Linked DNA regions of Danio rerio: region 1 is linked to region 2. A link is a contact called in public Hi-C data. All regions are on one chromosome and are shown on one strand. The core of a region is the stretch at or near the end of the contact, and the rest is flanking DNA. Distances in the headings are between cores, read along the strand shown. Region 1 holds the start of mpeg1.2 (macrophage expressed 1, tandem duplicate 2). Region 2 overlaps rgl1 (ral guanine nucleotide dissociation stimulator-like 1).

Region 1 (6,203 bases), core at 563-3,062, 56 kb after region 2:
CACATGAAGATAAAAGTACAGATTGAAGATTAAATTCCATGTATCTGTTCAATTATATTCAGTTCATGTTTTTTTAATCTACAGTATATATATATATAAAGCATATTTGGAAAGCATTAATGCACAGAATAGACACATTGCACCATAGTCTAGCATGCTTTTTTAACAAATGGCTTTAAAATGTAGTGGATGACATTGGTAATTCCTGAGTTAAAACATATCACTTCTCATAGTTGGCTTTGGAAATTCCCACAATATTCAGCTATAAACTTACTTGTACTCTCAGCAAAATTCAGTGGTTTTGCAGTAGTTTTTCCCCGGGTCCTCCGGTTTCCTCCCACAGTTCAAAAACAAGCACTCTAAACAATTAATCCAAATACTTTAGCTAAACTCTGAGTACACCTTTCAGCATCCATATCTGACACTTAGCTACAAGCAAGAGGGGGAGTCATCGAGATCTACCCGAGCTCAAACTCCCCTCTCGCCTTGCAACGGGAGGAAGCCCAGGGCTCGAGGATCTTATAAGCTCAGGGCTCTCTCCTGGGACAGCATGCCAAACTAGCTTTATTATCAATCATCAGCTAAGTGTGAACTTTTGAAAAGCCCATTTAAATAAGTGGGCTTTAAAAGGTGGCAGGTCAGTGATTGTACGAAGCTCATTAGGAAGGGTATTTCAGAGTATATATAAAAATCACATTCTTTAATCAAAAAGAAATAATGTAATTAAAATATATTAAAATCATGTTATTTAATTATAAACAAATTATGTGGTTTGAACATATAAACATGTTTTCATTGTTAAGAAATCATGTAGTTTGAACTTTTTCTAAACCATGTTATTTATAATAAGGAAATTATGTAGTTTGAACATATAAAAGTCTTAAACACTGTAACAGGTAAAAACAGTCTTCGAAGCTATATCATGCATATTAATATAGTTGTGCCACATTCACAGAAGAGCCCGCTGATTGGTTCAAACCAAGTCTTTTTTATGAATTAATGATGAAAACTCAAAGATGTCATGTTGTACTGGCCAGTACAGAGATCCAGTGTCCACACTGGAACTTACACAAAGATCTCATGGCTGCGATGTAGCTTCAAATTTTATTTTTTAAAGATCGTATAAGAAGAACGTATTTGCTCGAAATATTGTAAAAACAACCAATTAGATTCATTTTGTGAAGTATATGTCCTAATACTGGTATTAACAATGTGGGACACATATACAGTATGACTGTCAACATCTCAAAAAATGTTTTGATGCTTCATGACCCATTTATAATAAAGAAATCATGTAGAACATATAGAACATATAGAACATATTAAACATATAGAAGTCGTGTTATTTAATCAAAATTAAATCATGTAGCCTTAACATATAAAAATCATGTTGATTTAACATGTAAAAAATCACGTTTAATAAACTATATTATGTGCAACCAATGTACATAATGTTTTATGTTAATCCAACAACTTTTTTTTCATTGTGTACACTAGAACTACACAATATATGCCTAGTGTGTATGCCAATGTGCATAAATGTCCAATTTTAATAATCAATTTCAATTATACAAATTCATTAAAAATGGTGAAGATATAAACCTGCATCTAAATAGTTAATAAAATAGAAAGACAGAAAAAGCAACAAATATCTTTGGAAAAAGTTTTTTTTTTTTTTCAGGAAACTTGTAAAACATTGATTTTCAGGAGTCTAACAGACAACATTCTTCAACTTATCTAGATACTTCCTTCTTTTGGGAAAGTTTGACTGTTCCGAAAACAAAAATTCCAAAGCCACGCCTCCGAAGTATATTTAGGGCAGAAACGAAACCGTGTGAGGAGGAGAGCAGTCAGAGGTCAATTCCTTAAACTTCATCATGAATTTATTATATATTTTCCTTACATTCTTCGTCCTTTTCTGCAAATCTGATGGCTTTATCAGACCCAGTAATGGTCTCCGCGAATGCCGCCAAAACTCAAATTTAACAGCTCTAGAGGTGCTCCCAGGTGGAGGTTGGGACAACCTGCGCAATTTAGACGTGGGACGGGTGATGAACTTGACCTATTCCCAGTGTCAGACCACAGAAGATGGACTTTATCTCATCCCAGACGAAGTGTTTGTCATTCCGCGAAAAACAAGCGGAGTGGAAACTCACTCTGAGACTATAATGTCATGGCTGGATCAGAGAAGCTCCACGTCAGGATCCATCAATGCAGACGCTTCCTACCTTACTGTTCTAAACGGAAAATTCTCTGAGGAAAACACGCGCATGAAAATACACCAAGTGAGAGGGAATTCCGTAACAACACGAGTTCAGGTAAGACAGAAAAGTAAAAGCAGCATGTTTTATTTTTATTTAATGGCCAAAACGGTATATTATATTTACAGTGTATTCTTAAATTGATGTTTTTTTTTTATCATTTTGTTAGCATAAAGCTTTAAACTATATTTTTGACAACACTGACATACTCTGGATAATATTTGACAACATAGATTTGTGTCAAATGTCAAAAAAGAAAAAAAAAGTCAAATACAGGGCAGATTACGGCCCGCACTCACAGTACAATCGTGGTGTGGGCATTAAAAAGCCTTCGTAACAAGAGGACGCGTCTGTTCAAGGACATTTTTATACACATTAGTATTATTTTAAACAGAAAAGATAGGCTATAACCATATCCACATGTAAAAAAATATTAATATTTAATTAAATCTTATTCTCATTTCATAATATAAGGAAGTAAAATGATGTTTCGTAATAGCTAACATTAAAATAAAAAAAAAATTACTTACTTTCAGTTAAATGTATGTTCATTCATTCATTTTCTTTTTGGCTTAGTCCCTTTATTAATCCGAGGTCGCCACAGCGGAATAAACCATCAACCTATTCAGCACATATTTTACGCAACGGATGCCCTTCCAGCCGCAACCCATCTTTACACTCATCCATACACACTCATTACACTCATACACTACGGACAATTTAGCCTACCCAATTCACCTGTACCACATGTCTGTAGACTTTGGGGGAAACTGGAGCACCCGGAGAAAACCCACGCGAACGCCAACTGACCAAGCCTTGAAACAGCGACCTTCTTGCTGTGAGGCATCAGCACTACCTACTGCGCCACTGCATCGCCTAAATTTATGTTTCAGTGATTTTTGTTTCCTTCATCATTTGAAAATGTTTAGGGAAATGTTTATCTTATTTTTAAATAAAGAGCTTGTTAAAAGTGTTAATTCAATTTTATTTAATTTTATATTAATTTATGGTAAATTCTGGCAATTTATGTCACAACCTAAAGATGTGCCCATCTAAAGACATTCATTTTCTAATAATATTAATATAAACAAATACTCTAAGCCTCATATTTACATTAATTTTATTGAAAATATAAAAATTTACTAAAAAAGTATTGATCATTGTTTTGTGTTATCTTCTCAGGTACGCAACCATCTGTACACCGTGAATGCTTACCCTGACTTCACCCTGGATTCCCGCTTTTCCCAGCAGATCTCGGAACTCGCAGATGCTATTGAGAACAATCAAACACGTCAAGCAATGTATTTGTCAGAGAAAGTCATACTTGAATATGGTACCCATGTCATCACAAGCATCGATGCCGGTGCCACTTTAGTGCAGGAGGACTATATAAAAAGGTCTTACGTCTCTGACACTAATTCAGAGAGGTCTTCTGTCTCTGCATCCGCAGGCATTAACTTTTTTAACATGGTTAATTTTAACTTTGGCAGCAAAGAAACCGAGCAAACCTCTGAAACCCTCACTTACCAGCAAAACATCACATACTCATTAGTTCAGAGCCACGGCGGGGCTTTATTCTATCAAGGCATCACTATGCAGAAGTGGCAAGAGAGCACTCAAAATCATCTTGTGGCAATTGACCGTTCTGGTCTGCCGATTCACTATTTTCTCAATCCAGCCGTATTCCCTGACCTCCCAGTTCCCACTTTACATAAGCTTGCCTTTTCAGTGCAGAAGGCTGCAGAACGTTACTACAACATAAACACCACTCCAGGCTGCACAGATCAAAGTTCTCAAAACTTTAACTTTCAGGCCAATGTGAACGACACGTCCTGTGAGGGTCCAGTCACCAATTTGACATTTGGTGGCGTTTACCAAACATGCACTCCTGAGTCACCAGATGGAAATGTCATCTGTGATGAATTTGCACAAAGAAATCCAGACACTGGTGACTTTACTTGCCGTCAACCATACAGTGCCACTCGGTTACATTCTGAGAACGTACAGCAGGGTTATAATAATTATGAGTGCCATGAGGAATGTCATTCATGCTGGTTAATTTTGGATTGTTGTCATCAAGTATGTGGAAATGTTTACTACGTCCGCCAGGCACAAATTGACACTTATTGGTGTTCCACAAGTCAGACAGTCCCTGAAAACACCGGATACCTATTTGGGGGTCTATTTGGACCATCTTTACAAAACCCACAGACCAAATCTCATGACTGCCCTGCAAATTATTTTGAACAAGTATTTCTGACTAACGGCATGAGGATTTGTCTGAGCAATGACTATGAGGCAGGAACAATATCCTCTGTGCCATTTGGGGGTTTATTTAGCTGCCAATCTGGCAACCCTCAAGCAGGAAACCAGTACCGTTGTCCACCTCAGTACAGCCAACACCTTGCAACTATTAGCGATGGCTGTCAAGTATTGTACTGTGTACAATCGGGTGTGTTTACTGGCGGCCAGTTAAAACCTGTTCACCTCCCACCTTTCACAAAGCCACCTCTGATCAACATGATGGCGACAAACACAGTCGCTGTAATGACAGAAGGCGATAAAGCCTGGATGAGGGTTGGGGGGACAAAAAAATGGAGAGTGGCAAACCTTGGAGAAGTCAGTCGAATGGCCAAACTGATCGATGCATCATCCACCCAGATGTCAGGAGGGGAAAAGGCCGGTGTTGCTTGCGGTGTGATGACTTTGGTCGCTATTGTGGTGGCAGGAATTGTGATCTTAATGAAACGGAGGAGAAAGTTTTCTCATTTCAGTTTTAAAAGGGGATATGAAGAGATTCAGCATGATGGCCAGAGCACTGTAGAGATTGAAAGAGAGCAGCAGAATACAAATGAAAACCCCACTCAACCTCTGCTACCATAGTTTCTGAGGGCTTTGTCTGAGATTTGGTAATTGCTGTAAAACATTGATTAGATTGCAATCAGATTTCTAAATTCTAAATGGTTGGCGTTTAGGTAATATACTGATGTGATGATGCATATAAGGGCTGCTATACTGTATTTAGAACAGATTTGCAAATAGTTTGAATGATGATGCAGTATTTTGTATTTATATATATATATATATATATATATATATATATATATATATATATATATATATATATATACACACACTAATTATACTTTTATAATGTTTTACTGAGAATATATGTATTCACAGTGTAAAAATTCTGTGCCTTGACTTTTTATGCTTGTTTCTTTAATCTTTAATCTTTGTATCTAATCTAGTCACTTTGTATTTTGTATTTAACCTATGTTTTTATATATTAATAAAATCCCACTTTCTGGCAAGCATTCACTTGTGTACTTTTTGTAAAATAAAACATGAAATTTTGATTTGTTTTATGACAGAACATTTGGAATGAATGCCACTTGTCACACTTGGTTGCAAGTTTGACAATGTCTGACAGAAGACAGAAAGCATAAACAACCACGGGATCTTCATGTGCACGTATTATCAAGTTAGAACGAGAAAAAGAAACAGGCACAGTTAGCAAATAACAATAACCAGCATGATAGTGTGTGTGTGTGTGAAGTTTGAAAACGCATTGCCATCTCACCTGAATGCTGATTTAAATGCCTTTCGAGGTTGGACATCGTCACATTGCATTACTATCCAGCAAAACAGCAGATGAAGGTAATGTTTTGAATGGTTCACCATTACCCACCATCATATACCTTTGAAATCCACCACACAACCGAACTGCAATACTCCTAGTTTCCAGCAGAGGCCAGGGTCTGCTAATATTACAGCAACCGCCAAGTCAACCTTTTATCACATAGGAAACATTACATTATATGCAGGGTGCGAATTACAGGGGAGTTTGAGGGGATTGAACACCCACCACCCTTAAAGGACGTCAAAACAAGATATATGGGCTGGTCAGCCTTTAAATAGTGAGAACTAGTTTTCCCTGAG
Region 2 (6,309 bases), core at 2,011-4,510:
ATCTTAACTTGTGTTCTGAAGATGATTGAAGGTCTCAGTGGATTTGATTGACATGAGTGTTAGTAATTAATAACAGCAATTTCATTTTTTAAGTGAATTAATGCTTAAAAGGGATAGTTCACTGAAAAGGCATAATTCAGTTTTTAAAGTCAAGTGCTATTGTGGGCTTTCTGTCTGGATTTTGCCTACCCTAATTCAAAAGCTTTCCAAATACACATGCAGAGGTGTAAATGCAAAAGTTTGGTATCGTTTTAAAGAAAACCCTTTAAAATTTCATAAAACACAATTGAAAGTGATTTAAATACTTGCATATGTTGTGTGTGTTATAATAAATCCCTCCAAAAAAAAGAAGTGCTTTTTTTTGTAAACGCAACAAAAACAAAAACTTTGGTGTGGTTTGGTTGCCGTAAATAATTTTGTTGGTTCCTGAACATGTCAGTAATCATAGGAAAAAAAATGTATGTATAGAAAAATGTATCTATCATAATCTATGCAAAAGTTATTCTGTTTTCTCATCAGTTGGAATAGAACCATCTATGGGGTTATTGGGCCAGTAAAATTTAAAGTTTAAAATGTAAAGAACGCGTAAGTAAATGAAGTCACGGACCCGGTACCGGGTACGCAGAGTTTATGATTAGCAACAAAAACAAAAATTAAGATAATTTGAAGAACTTTGGAAACTGGTACCCCATTGACTAAAAGTATTTTTCTACTGTTACCGGTTTGCTAAATATTTCACAGATTTTATCAATAGAAAATGTGTTCAACAGAAAAATACTAATAAAAGTTTAGAACCACTTGAGTAAATAGTAAATAAAAGTAATATTTTTGGGTGAACTATTGTTTATAAAGGTTTCCAATGGGAATATTATGCATTTTAAAGGAGAAAAGATAAATATAGCTCTGGCAGATGACATCTGAGGACTATTATTAAAAGATAAGTTCAAGCTCGAAATAGAAATTCTATTAGTATTTACTCACTCTTGTATCATTCCAAAACTAAATGGATGTTTGTACATCTTGGTGACACTTCAAAATGTTCATATTGTTTAAAAATTTTTTGTTTACATCTCTTTAGATGACTTGGATTATGCTGTTTGATTCATGCAGATCCATATTTTTCTATTTGTTTTAAAATATCAAAGGATGAGTAGGCTTTTAATGGAGCGACAAAAATCTCTTAGATATAATTGAAAATGTCTTCATTTTGTGTTCACAATATGAGCAAAAGTTGTAATGATTTTAGAATGATTTGAGCGCGAGTAAATGTTTACCAAAAAAAAAGCTTACATTCTGATGTGAACTAACCAGTTAATATGTTTGGAACAATTAAAATCACCATGACTCGAATAGTTAGTGGACAACAGATTTAATCTTTTTTTTTTCTCTCACCGCATCCATATAGGTCAGCTGCTCTGCTACGAGGTCAACCTCGAAGGAGAAGAAGTCCTCCTGCAAGTCAATCTCCACTTCCTCATCCTCCCCAAGGCAAAACGGGTTGATGTACTGAAAGCCTCCTGCAACAAACGGACAGCAGATGTTTTTGTATGCACAGGAAGACATACGTGAATGGACAAAGAGGGTTGTTGCTAGAAGGGATACAGCTGTGGTCGGAAGTTAAAGAGAATCAATGGATGGATTTTATTAATGTCTAGCCGCTAGTGGTGTAACTGATCACAAATCTCACGGTTTGGATCACACTGCAGTTTTCGAGTCATGGATCGGACCATTTCTCAGATCAGCAAAAAAGGGGAGGAGACAAATGTCATTTGATTTTAACAAACATAATTTACAACCTGTAATTTTAATAAAAATAAAGAAATACCAGGCGACGCAGGGATAGGTAGTGCTATCTCACAGCAAGGAGGTCGCAGGTTGAAGTCTCGGCTGGGTCAGTTGGCATTTCTGTGTGGAGTTTGCATGTTCTCCCTGTGTTCACGTGGGTTTCCTCTGGGTGCTCAGTTTTTCCCCACAGTCCAAAGACATGCGGTACAGGTGAATTGGTATAGGCTACATTGTCTTTACTTTACTTGAGTGTGAATGAGTGTGTATGGATGTTTCCCAGAGATGGGTTGCAATCATTGCATCAACCATTGCAACTACCTTTATGTAACATCAAAGTGAGAAATGTTTTGACAAAATTTGTGACAATTATACCATGTATGGACGGGTGACATTATTATTGTTTTGTTTTTTTTTTCAAATTTTTAAAATGTCTTGATACTCTTTGTATTCTTACATTATACATAATGTTATGGCTATTATTAATAAACAAAGATATAGGCAGAATAAAAAAGTACAATACTCAATACTGTGAAAAATGATTTTGCTACTGTTGCTGATAATGCTAGATTTAACATTCTAACATAATCTTTTACACCACATCATATTTATTTTTTAATCTCATTTTTAATTATTGATTCAATAATTTACTTCATGTTTCATTAGTAGATGCATACTTTTTAAAGAACCATTCTGTGACATATTTTTTAAAGGTGATTTTAATCTTTACCATAAACATCAGTGTTTATATCTCAACTTTAAACGGTTATCACAGTACTTCTGTAAAAATGATTGTTTATAATTAACTGAAAAAGTGTAAAAACTGAATCTCTCTTTAAATAAAATGGAGATTTGAATGCAGCGCGACGAAGGATTAATAAACAGATGCAACTCATCACATCATTTATAATTTATGTTGCATGGGTGTTTGAACTGAGATCTCGATCTTTTAATGTTTAACCTACACACTGAATGCATTAATGCAAGCTAAAAAAGACAGATAACACCTTTAATTAGTAACCGAAGAAAGCCTTTAGGTGGCACCACAACTTCTTCTGTCATCATTATATTTTACAGGAAAGCTAAAATGCTTTCCGACATGCGATTAAAAACCCCAACTATCACAGTAATGTAAAAACAGTAATTATACAGAGTATTATTTATATAATTTATTAAATTAGCCATTAAATTGTATGTAATTAATGTCTACCCCCACCGCAAACCTTAACCTTCCCTTCTCAGTAATGTAAAAGTATTCATTATTGTTCTACAGTGCTATATTGATGCGAGTATCCACAGCTGTATCCCGTCTAAACTTCCCCGACAAAGAGGTAAAAAGTTAGACAGGATGGCTAAAATAGTTAACAGTAAGCGGATACGACTTACCTTCAGTCTCGTTCTCTAGGCTGGCCTGGACACGCAATTGTTCTAGCAGACTCTGAGCGCGGCGCATTGGCTCTGAGCCTGGCATGGCCTTCTGCAGGAAACCCAGCACACGATGCAAGCTCGGATATGACGGAGGTTCCTGGAAGTCCTCTGGACACTGATCCAGCCAGGCTCTCAGAATAGAGGCCAAAGCTCTGAAAGAATAACACAGAGATGTTTGCATAAATCAGAGAAAACCAACAATTCAACTGCGATGCTTTGATTCATGAAGCAATCAAACACCGTCATTCATCAGTGGCCTTTTTTTTCTAATTGCTTCCACACTCACACATAATAAAACAGAGCTTGACCTCAATTTTTAATCCTCCATGGAAATGAAACAACAAACACGAGAGCTGCACGGAAGTCAATGCAGATAAAGCAGCACAGATAACCATGGCTGAGAATGAACTTACTTTCTAACAGCTTTTCTGCTCTCTCCAGTCTGACATTGGCTACGCTCTCCTTCACAATCCTCAAAACTGCCATACCTGCGAAAGAAGAAAGAAAACGGGGTGAGAATGAAGGGCAGTCGCCGCAAGAAAGCTGTAAAACAATTGCAGAATTACAATCACTTTCCAATACCCAAGCGTTTCTGTAAGATCCACTTTAAAAATAAATAAAAAATTGTATTCTTGTTTTGACATAAAAAATGTAGACAAACAATCAGCATTCCACTATGAGAATAAAAAAGTACATGTAATAAAGAAAATACAGGAAATTACGAAACAAAATTATATTAAAAATAGCTTTAGACGGAAGCATACACTGTAAAAAAAAAAAAAAAAAAAAAAAACAGTAAAAAACATGTTACTGTAATTTTTCCACAGTAAATTACTTTAGTATCACTTTACATGATTTAACTGTATAAATTCACAGTAGTATGTTGTATTCAGAACTTTATTGTGAAATTAATCAGATTAGCACGATTACAGCAAATTGCTGTAAAAGGGCTATATCTCCTGTATGTTCGGTACAGTGGCGCCCCCAGAAAATTTTCTTAGGGGTGGCCAGAAGAGGCCGCACCAAATCTTGGGGTGGCACACAAAAAAAATAATGAATTCAGTGTAATGTTATATTTTTGTTTCTGGTAAATGAAATAATGTAGTTTTTATTCATTTAATTAATTCTACTTGAAATATTGCAATTTATTCTTTGAAATAATTCAGCAAGTACATGTGCAAACCAAATAAAAATCTATGTTTATTTTAAAAACACTTTTCATATACTGTATAAATAACTTCTTTTTTTACGTGCCTTTATTGTACATCATACGAGATATGCCATGTCTAAAATTAATGAAGATTAATGAGTTTATTATTCCCAGAGATGGGTTGCAGCTGGAAGGGCATCCGCTGTGTAAAAATGTGCTAGATAAGTTGGCGGTTCATTCTGCTGTGGTGACCCCGGATTAATAAAGGGACTAAGCCGAAAAGAAAATGAATGAAAGAATAATGAATTTATTAATTACCCAAACAAATGAACAAACTGAACAAAAGGCATTACTATACACACTCACTATAACTAATAATATTATTTATCCATATTGCTTTTTGAACCATTTTATTAATGCAGCTTATTCTATTGATATACTGTAGCTTAAGGTAAATATTAAATTGCCATTGCTGTCTATTGAAGGTGTGTGCGTGCTGTCAATGACGATCGGGGAGGGTAGTGGTGGTTCTAGTTTAAATGACACCCTGGGCGAACCACCCTATACACCCCCACCTCTCTTGAATTGTTAGATTTGTTATTCAATAAATATAACAATTTATTTATATTTATTCTAAATAAATACAATTAATATTAATATACAATTATTATTCTAAATAAATAACAGAAATCAATCCCAAATATTACTGGAAAACAACAACTGGAGTGATATGCCAACATCACTTAAGAAACCTTTTGCATGAAAATTAATTATGACAATTCTAAAGAATACAAAAAATGTATTATAGAATTATCTGTGGTCTTAGACCAGATTATGGCTGAGAAATCATGTTATGAAGTCTTACCTCCCTGACTCATTATCCCTCCTTTCTGCTTTAAAGGCATGCTTAGTGAAAGTAACATCATCATCATCATCATCATCATATTATATAAACTTTAAACGACTTTCAAAACTCGCTGCGTGGAGACACCTCTGCACAAAAGGCTGTTACTCCGGTTTCACGGCGCATGAGCGGTGCCTATTATGTCGGCGTGCATGCAAACAACCAACTGGGATTCACACAGAAGTGCGTGAGGCGCGCGGGAATGGTTTTCCGCGCGCATGCGTCAGTTTGCTTTCACCAGCATTGAACCAGAGGGGGAGAGCTACGTCAGTAACACCAACAATAATTTAGTGACTGCATTTTATTTATTTATTTATCTAAATATTGGAAATTTATGAGTTCATTTAAATCAATAATGTCAACCGCAAAATTATATTGGGGTGGCCAAAGGGGTGGCCACAGGGGTGGCCAGAGTTTACCGAGGGGTGGCCGTGGCCACCCCTGGCCACCCCTTGGAGGCGCCCCTGGTTCGGTATAGGAATTCAAACTCTTTTTTTTTCATTCAACATAGACATTAATACAAGGGATATTTATGCTAGTATTAATAACAGAATAAATTAAATAACAAAATGTTGTTGCAGCCCCAAAAAACAATTTGGTTACATCTTCAAAAATGACTTGAAAGAAAACCATTCTGTATTAAAACAACAAGAATTTCATAGTAAATTTTCATTTTTGGTTGCACTGCAACTTTATTTAATCTTATATGGTTAACATGGAACTATGAAATAATATTTAATGAACATAACTTTGTGCTTAGCCAAAACATAATAAACTGGAACAAACGTAATTGATTCATGAAACAAAACACTGTTTAACACCTAAAATGATCCCAAAGTCAGGGTAAATGTCAGAATGACTAGCTGAGGAAAGCCTGCTTCGCAGTAAAATATAATTAATTCTACAAGATAATACTGTGAAATCACAGTAATGGACATTACTATCTACTGTGAAGTTTCATTATATGGCTGAGATTTTACAGTAATTAAAAGCAATAAAATCACAATAAATTACTGTTAACTACCTCAAAGTAATTTGTCATGAA

The links. A called contact is a pair of places that touch in the nucleus more often than the background predicts.
Region 1: a Hi-C map of embryo shows a contact between it and region 2, with 1.5 times the contacts expected there. The contact joins the promoter of mpeg1.2 here to the enhancer-like site in region 2. A contact is called at or near these places in 2 of 18 Hi-C or Micro-C datasets (both in embryo) and 2 of 4 datasets of contacts at active chromatin or transcription factors (caudal fin and embryo).

What each region holds. Positions count from the first base shown.
Region 1 is chr8:21,223,410-21,229,612 of GRCz12tu, forward strand. mpeg1.2 (macrophage expressed 1, tandem duplicate 2) reads left to right here and starts at 1,813. Exons shown (of 2, transcript NM_001020586.2): 1 at 1,813-2,318; 2 at 3,444-5,575. The coding sequence starts at 1,878. The coding sequence ends at 5,144.
Region 2 is chr8:21,166,156-21,172,464 of GRCz12tu, forward strand. It overlaps rgl1 (ral guanine nucleotide dissociation stimulator-like 1), which reads right to left. Exons shown (of 18, transcript NM_205637.2): 4 at 3,624-3,698; 5 at 3,169-3,362; 6 at 1,393-1,517. Among named protein-coding and RNA genes, the nearest start is that of plin3, 19 kb to the left of the region's middle. Within about 2 kb of position 3,261, at least 12 of the 62 cell types and tissues checked have an H3K27ac peak or open chromatin away from gene starts, as enhancers often do.